Linked DNA regions of Sus scrofa: region 1 is linked to region 2. The links are chromatin contacts, called in public HiChIP or PLAC-seq maps. All regions are on one chromosome and are shown on one strand. The core of a region is the stretch at or near the end of the contact, and the rest is flanking DNA. Distances in the headings are between cores, read along the strand shown. Region 1 overlaps KIFAP3 (kinesin-associated protein 3). Region 2 overlaps PRRX1 (paired mesoderm homeobox protein 1).

What was found. HiChIP or PLAC-seq counts read pairs in DNA pulled down with a chosen protein or histone mark.
Region 1: an H3K27ac HiChIP or PLAC-seq map of skeletal muscle shows a contact between it and region 2. The contact joins two enhancer-like sites. A contact is called at or near these places in 1 of 47 Hi-C or Micro-C datasets (embryonic fibroblasts) and 1 of 2 datasets of contacts at active chromatin or transcription factors (skeletal muscle).

What each region holds. Positions count from the first base shown.
Region 1 is chr4:81,068,091-81,071,780 of Sscrofa11.1, forward strand. KIFAP3 (kinesin-associated protein 3) reads left to right here. Exons shown (of 21, transcript XM_021089425.1): 18 at 1,642-1,831. Among named protein-coding and RNA genes, the nearest start is that of SCYL3, 64 kb to the right of the region's middle. Within about 2 kb of position 1,866, at least 1 of the 83 cell types and tissues checked has an H3K27ac peak or open chromatin away from gene starts, as enhancers often do. A contact at or near this core is called in skeletal muscle, where this site is marked.
Region 2 is chr4:80,435,850-80,439,336 of Sscrofa11.1, forward strand. All of the region lies in intron 3 of PRRX1 (paired mesoderm homeobox protein 1), which reads right to left. All of the region lies in intron 2 of LOC106510093 (a long non-coding RNA gene), which reads left to right. Among named protein-coding and RNA genes, the nearest start is that of PRRX1, 65 kb to the right of the region's middle. Within about 2 kb of position 1,927, at least 8 of the 83 cell types and tissues checked have an H3K27ac peak or open chromatin away from gene starts, as enhancers often do. A contact at or near this core is called in skeletal muscle, where this site is marked.

The DNA.
Region 1 (3,690 bases), core at 616-3,115, 630 kb after region 2:
AATTATATTAGCAAATAAACTACCTAATGGGAATATTAATAGATAACCATTAGAAAGAATGAAAGCTTAGTAATTTGGTGGTAGGAGTTTCTGTCGTGCCTCACGGAAACAAGTCTGACTGGTATCCATGAGGATGCAGGTTCCAATCCCTGGCCTCGCTCAGTGGGTTAAGGATCCAGTGTTACTGTGAGTTGTAGTGTAGGTCTCAGATACAGCTCAGATCCTGCATTGCTGTGGCTGTGGCATAGACCCGCAGCTGCAGCTCCAATTTGACCCCTAGCCTGGGAACTTCCATGTGCCGTGGGTGTGGCCCTAAAAAAAAAAGCAAAATAATAATAATAATAATTTGGTGGTAAAATTGCCATTAGCATTACCATAGCCAAAAAATATCTTCTACCTCCACCAACCTTATTTGAAAAGGAACATCTATATAGTTTCAGAGATGTACAGTATAGAACACATAGTGTGACAGCTGATACTGCTAAGAGATATATTGATAATTTGAAAGTTAAATTTAAGGAAATAATTGTAGGAGTTCCCGTCGTGGCGCAGTGGTTAACGAATCCGACTAGGAACCACGAGGTTGCGGGTTTGGTCCCTGCCCTTGCTCCGTGGGTTAACGATCCGGCGTTGCCGTGAGCTGTGGTGTAGGTTGCAGACGCGGCTCAGATCCTGCTTTGCTGTGGCTCTGGCGTAGGCTGGCGGCCACAGCTCCGATTAGACCCGTAGCCTGGGAACCTCCATATGCCGTGGGAGTGGCCCAAGAAATAGCAAAAAGACAAAAAAAAAAAAAAAAAGAAAAGAAAAGAATTGTAAACAAAAGTGTTAAAGATATGACAGAGGAATTCAAGATTAAGGACCCCGGGATTCAAATGACAAATACCTGAAGCCTTTTTTTTTTTTCTATCTAGGCTATCAGTAGCACTGTCTATTAATTTTCAAGTGAATATACTTGTCAGAAGTAACCGTAAACTGTAGGGCACTAGATAGGTTCAGCTGTAGCTTATATCTTGCCTACTTGTCCTTCAGAAACATCCACCAATGACTTGTGTGTAAACAGATGTCACAAATATGTGAATAAGCCACAGTCTTGCTCCTCAAGAGTTCATGGTTGAAGCAGGAGATATTTAAAGAAATAATTATAAATAAGACATTATTTTGTGGTTGAAACAGAATCGAATTAAATTATATTTGTTTTTGTAATAAACCATTTCAGTTGTTAATAGTGATTCTTTTTCTACTAAAAAATGTTATCTAAACAAAAAGATGCAGCAAAAGATATAATTTTAATACTTAACTACCTGTCACTGCCACAATAATTATAGTCACAAAACTTTTTGGAAGCTGAAGTCTGATTGCTTACCTGAATTCTAGTAATACTTAAAAAGAATTTGTGAAATTTGAACTTTTCTAATTTTTGCCATTGCCAGTAGTGATTGGTAATCTAAACAGAGATGTCTTTAATATATGTATTTGATTTTTATTGGTTATTGTATACAATAATTCTAAACAAGTACTTTTAATGTTTCCTCTAACCCAAACAATCCCCCACCATTCTCTTCTTATAAAAGTACTATCTTGAGTGCCAAGGGAATTCCTTCACAAACTTACACAAAAATAATTGACTATTTTTTGCCACAGGAATATGATGAAGAATGGGCTAAGAAAATTCAGAGTGAAAAGTTTCGCTGGCATAACTCTCAGTGGCTGGAGATGGTAGAGAGTCGTCAGATGGATGAGAGTGAGCAGTACTTGTATGGTGATGATCGAATTGAGCCATACATCCATGAAGGAGATATTCTCGAGAGACCTGACCTTTTCTACAGCTCAGGTAAGATGATAACCAAAGCAAAAATAAATTGTTTGTGTGCTATAAATAGCAATTTTAGTCTATCAGCCTTGCTCATTGCCAAGCTTTGTAAGCACTTTTGATATATAAATAGTCTTCGGCTAATGATTTCAGACATAACATCAATACATACCAAGCAAATCTATTAGCTCACCATTATTTTTTTCCAAGTTAATCTTTAATGTCATCTCCATTAAAAAGGCTGTAACTAGGAAAATTAATTGCTCTTAGTTTATTGCCTTCTAGAATGTGTAACTTAAAAATGACATCTTCAAGATTTCTGACTTCCGTGTGAAAGTGATATCTTACTCTATTCTGCTTGTATTTAAATGTATATTTTACTAATTTATGTTAGTCTTCCAATGTATTTCATTTTAACAGTCTCATTTTGCCATGGTTTTGCTTTAGTTTCTAGCTAGCGACCCCTATTTGGTATTCTGGTTGGGAAGATTTAGATACTTTACAGCAATAATTTTTTTTCATTCAAAACTGCCAGTATCTTCAAGGTAAAATTTAATTTGTACATATATTTTACATATATCATAACTTTGTTGATTCTGCCATCCTGCCTTTTTTCAGGGATTTTGGCAAGAACAGTTAGTTTTTGCATGTTTTGCCCTTTAATGTGTTGCACTGTTGTCAATATTAATAACTTTATTGAAATCATTTAGTTGAAAAGAAGAAGGAAAGGATTTCTAATTAAGATCTGTAGCAGACTGGAAATAAGCATTTAAAATAATTGTATCTGAATTGATGGCTCATTTTTTTCTACTGTGTACTCATTCATGTTTTCATAATAGTGTATTGTATATATTGCCCATAATGCTGCATTATTTTTGTATTTGATATAGATACTTGAATCCTGGAAAAGTGATACTTTACTTTGAAAATTGAATAGATTTCTTCCTAACTGAACTTTACAGTAGTTATGAAATACCACTTTGTGTTTCAAACCAGATGGAGTAGATCATTAATTTCAACCAACCAGGATTTCTTAGTTCAGTAATGACAAGCAGCTGTTCCTTACATATTCTGATATTCATGAAGTAAAGTGATGTAAAATGTATATGATATGAATTTTTTGATAATAGAAATCAGAATTTCTTAGAATCAGATTTCTTGCTTTGAAGATTGATAGCTACTTTTCAGTATGAATCAAAGACCAGTTTCCAAAACAGAATAAACTTTTAACCACCTCTGTATTTATCTTTGTTGTTCTAATACAATTAGAATTTCAGAACGTATTTTGAAAAAGTTATACCACATTTCCAAAATTTATTTAAATTAACCTCTTAAAATGAAAATCATGAACATTTTTCTTTGAGCTATTATATAATTAAAATGTACAATTTATGCTTTTATGAGAATTCTGAATTATATGCAGTTTTATATATCAAAATTTACAAAAGCCATAGTTGGAAAAATAAACAAGCATAAGCATTTGAGGGATGAAATGTTGTCATTAGATATAGTCATGGTGGTTGTTTTTATACCTGTAGCCTAATGATATGGTAGACACTTGACAGCAGAGATTACATTGCCATGAGTTCAAAGATATAGTTCTTACATCAAGCCGTCTGTACCTTTTTCATCTATTATTCTTTGTTTTGCTTTTTTTGTTTTGTTTTTTTTTAGCTTTTTAGGGCTACACCTGCAGCATACGGAAGTTCCCAGGCTAGGAGTCGAATCAGAGCTACAGCTGCTGGCCTACACCACAGCCACAGCAACACAGGATCCGAGCTGCGTCTGCGACCTACACCGCAGTTCGCAACGCCAGATCCTTAACCCACTGAGTGAGGCCAGGGGTTGAACCTGCATTCTCATGGATGGTAGTCAGATTT
Region 2 (3,487 bases), core at 677-3,176:
CACCAACGAAGTATGGGAAATACTATAGATACATGCTGTGGTTTTAAAGCCAGGAAACTTAAGAACATCTCCCTCTCTGCTTTCTAGTCACCCAGAATGCAAATCCCACACATCACAAAACAATTGAGGAGAACTGGGGGGAAATAATACCTGACTCAGTTTTCAGCTCCAACTTTTGTTTTCCATTTGGCGCATTTGGACAAATGATGACAAGCTATGAAAAATTTCATCCCAAAGACAAATCTGTCAGCCCAAGAAGTCTGTGTGTCTTCCTGAGATTCTAGGGCTTTCCCAGCTCGGGATTTTTTAAAAGGCTATCGAGCTTGAGGTTTTCATGACTCTCTCTATATATGTAGAATTTGGAGACCATATCTTTGGTTTGTTCTTTTGTCGGAGGAAGAACGACAGAAGTACACCTCCTTCATCTAAAAAAATTCAATGTGAGTTTTCCTAGGGAAATTTACTTTTAAAGAGAGACCCACAAAATCCTTTTGGAAGTGCTCTTTGGTGATTTAAATAATCATTTCCAACGTCTGTTTTTCAAACTCGGGAGCTGAGTTTTTGAAGTGTATTTAGCTCTTAAAGTGGACAATAGGACCATATTTCATTTGTAAACGTTCAGTTTGCACGGCATATTCAGTGAGACTTCCACCATTTTTTTTTTTTTACTTCCACCATTTTAAAGTTTTTCTTTCTAGAAATATTTTATATTTGAAGGCTTGCCTATTTTCTATCATCTCATGATTTTTGTATTTCTTTTTTGAAATGCACGTTGCTTAAACATAGGTTCCAAATTACCTCGTGAGACATATAATAGGGAAACTATCACTAGCTTGATTTTAGATACAAGGCTACATAAAAGAGTGATGACCCAACTGGCCTGAGTTGCAGCAGCCAGGACAAGAACACAGTTCTTCTGACCTCTGTCCCACATCCTACAGTCATCTAAAACCACACTCTTCAAAGTATGGACCAAGTGTCAACAGCATGGCCCTCACATGGCAGCACGTTAGAGGCACAAATCCCAGGTCCTGCCACAGACTCACTGAATCTGAGTCTGCACCGTAACACGATTCCAGATGATTCACTTGCCCAGTAATCTGTGACGAGCCCTGCTCTAGGCCATCAGACTACTTTAACTCTAAGGACATATTTTCTTACAGCTCTGGTTTCCAATAGGATTCCCCACTTGAGGACCTCACTGCTTTCATTCCTAGGACTGTAAAACCCCACTTTCTTCAACAGAGTTAATTCCCACTTAAACCCTGCCCCCAGCAGCCACCCTCTTTCCCCTCTGACAAGTTACCTTTTCAGTGTCTTCCGTTAGAATCCGTTATGAAGCCCCTCGTGTAAACAACATCTTGGGAGGGACGAGGATCTATTTTTGAAAGTGTGAAAGGGAGAAATGAGCCAAATGCGTTCAGCAGATGTCAGGCAGCACTGTGACCACGATCAAATGAGGGGAGGTGGAGAAGGAGAAGGTTGGGGGGAGGAAAATTGTGGATAAGGATGGCTGGCCTCTCTTTCACTTGTCATTAGTTGTCTTTGAAGCCCAGCCCTCCCTCTGGAAAGGGCACTCCAGACCAATACTGCAGAGCCAGGCCATTCTCTACCTTTCACAGGAAAGGATGTTTCTGCAGAAAAGATTCTTGACTACTTCATCTAAAACAGCAGTCAAAAGTCTAGGACTTGGTTAATCCCTGCTACCCAAGAGGCAAAGCACTACAAGATAATGAGTCTTAATAACTTTGGTGCTTCTGTGTGCTTTCATTTGCTTAAGGAAACAGTTCTAAGCTAAGCAGTGAGCATATGGGCCAAAGACAAGCTTTTTTCAACTGGCTACGGGTAGATAAAGAAGACACCTGCCAGGACAGTAGTGGCCTGTTAGAGAATACTTTGCTCCTCCCAGTGACTCAGTTGCCTGCCTGACATCATCACCTCTAACATGCTCAAGGGAATGAAAGAGGTCAGGACGTGCTATAAATAGAGTGACCCATACATCTCTGTTTGCCAGGGACAATCCCAGTTTATGCCTGTTGTCCTAGTGTCATTATTAATAGTACTCCCCTTTCACTCTCAAAAGTGTCCCAGTTTGAATGATAAATTATACAGCCTCCACTCTGGATATAAAAGACACCCAGAAAAAAAAAAATGTTTTGGCTGTTTCCCATCCCATAATTCTGACCATATGCACGCTATTGCTTTGAGTCTTGGTTTCCTCCTCTCTTCTTCCAGGGGAGAGCTGTGGAAGTCAGCAAACTGACCCTCTGGCAAAACTGTCTGCTCACTGTCCCCGAGTTGCATGACCAAGGCACATCATTTATTCCAGGGGGTGCCTGCACACCCCACAACGTGGACCTCAGCTGCAGGCAGGCCTCACAGATCTGAGACAAAGCCCTGAATCAAACAGGCATGTTTATGTAGTTCTCCAATCTTATACTTTTTACTATTTTTGATATCATATAAGGTTTAATTTGAATGAAAATATGGTTATGTGGCAAATATGTTGGACAGAAAGAGGAATCATGAGCACTGGCTCTAATTCTGCTTGCTGAAGGCTTAAACTTGGGCAAGTGTTCAGTCTCTTCTTTGGAACCAGATCAAGGACAGAGCTGCCACACGGGAGCATCCAAGGATTAACCAAGAGAAATGCCTTTTAATGAACGTCACATGTGAGATAACTACTTTGACATAAGAGTATCAACAGAAATAGCAAGTTCATGTTCCATAACACAAAAAGTGTATCGTTTCTTTTGCTTTTCATCACTTGTTTTTCTTTTATATTTTCTTAACAAGACTTATATTTCCTACCAAGCTTCAAAATGTGAAATCATAATGTATTTTGGTTCTAAACATAGCAGAAAAATCTCCAAGTAACAAAATAGCTTTTGCCACTTTCAGAAATTGATCAAAATATAAACACTTCAGTCAACATTGGGTCAAAAAAAAAACCATTATTATTGATTAAATTACTGCTTAAACCATCATTTTTTCTACTTAAATCTGGAGATTAATTTATTCTTCATACAGAACATGAACAATCAGATTCTATGAAATGTTGAATTATTTTTTACAAACTCTGCCTAAGAGAGAAATGATATAAAAGTATACCATGAACTGAGTAAGAAGTACTAGGTTATATGATTTTAAGTGAAAGGAGCAGAATAAAAAATAGTATTTACACTAAATCTATACTATATAAAATACTGAATTCTAATTGTAAAAATAAACGAACTATCTCAAGGTGGCGCAATTATGAGTGTTTTTAAAAAGTGTATCTAGTTTTTCTACATAATCTTCCAAATTAAAATAGAACACTCCCCCCCCAAAGCACACATAAATTCCATGTTAATAATTTCAGTTAGATTCCCATGTACAAAGTATATATTGAGGCAGGCACTGGGATTTGAATTTCCACTGAGGTCCAGATAATGTAGCCCAATGTAATTAAGGGAGTATTCATCCCCATTCATGCAGTGTACTGCCC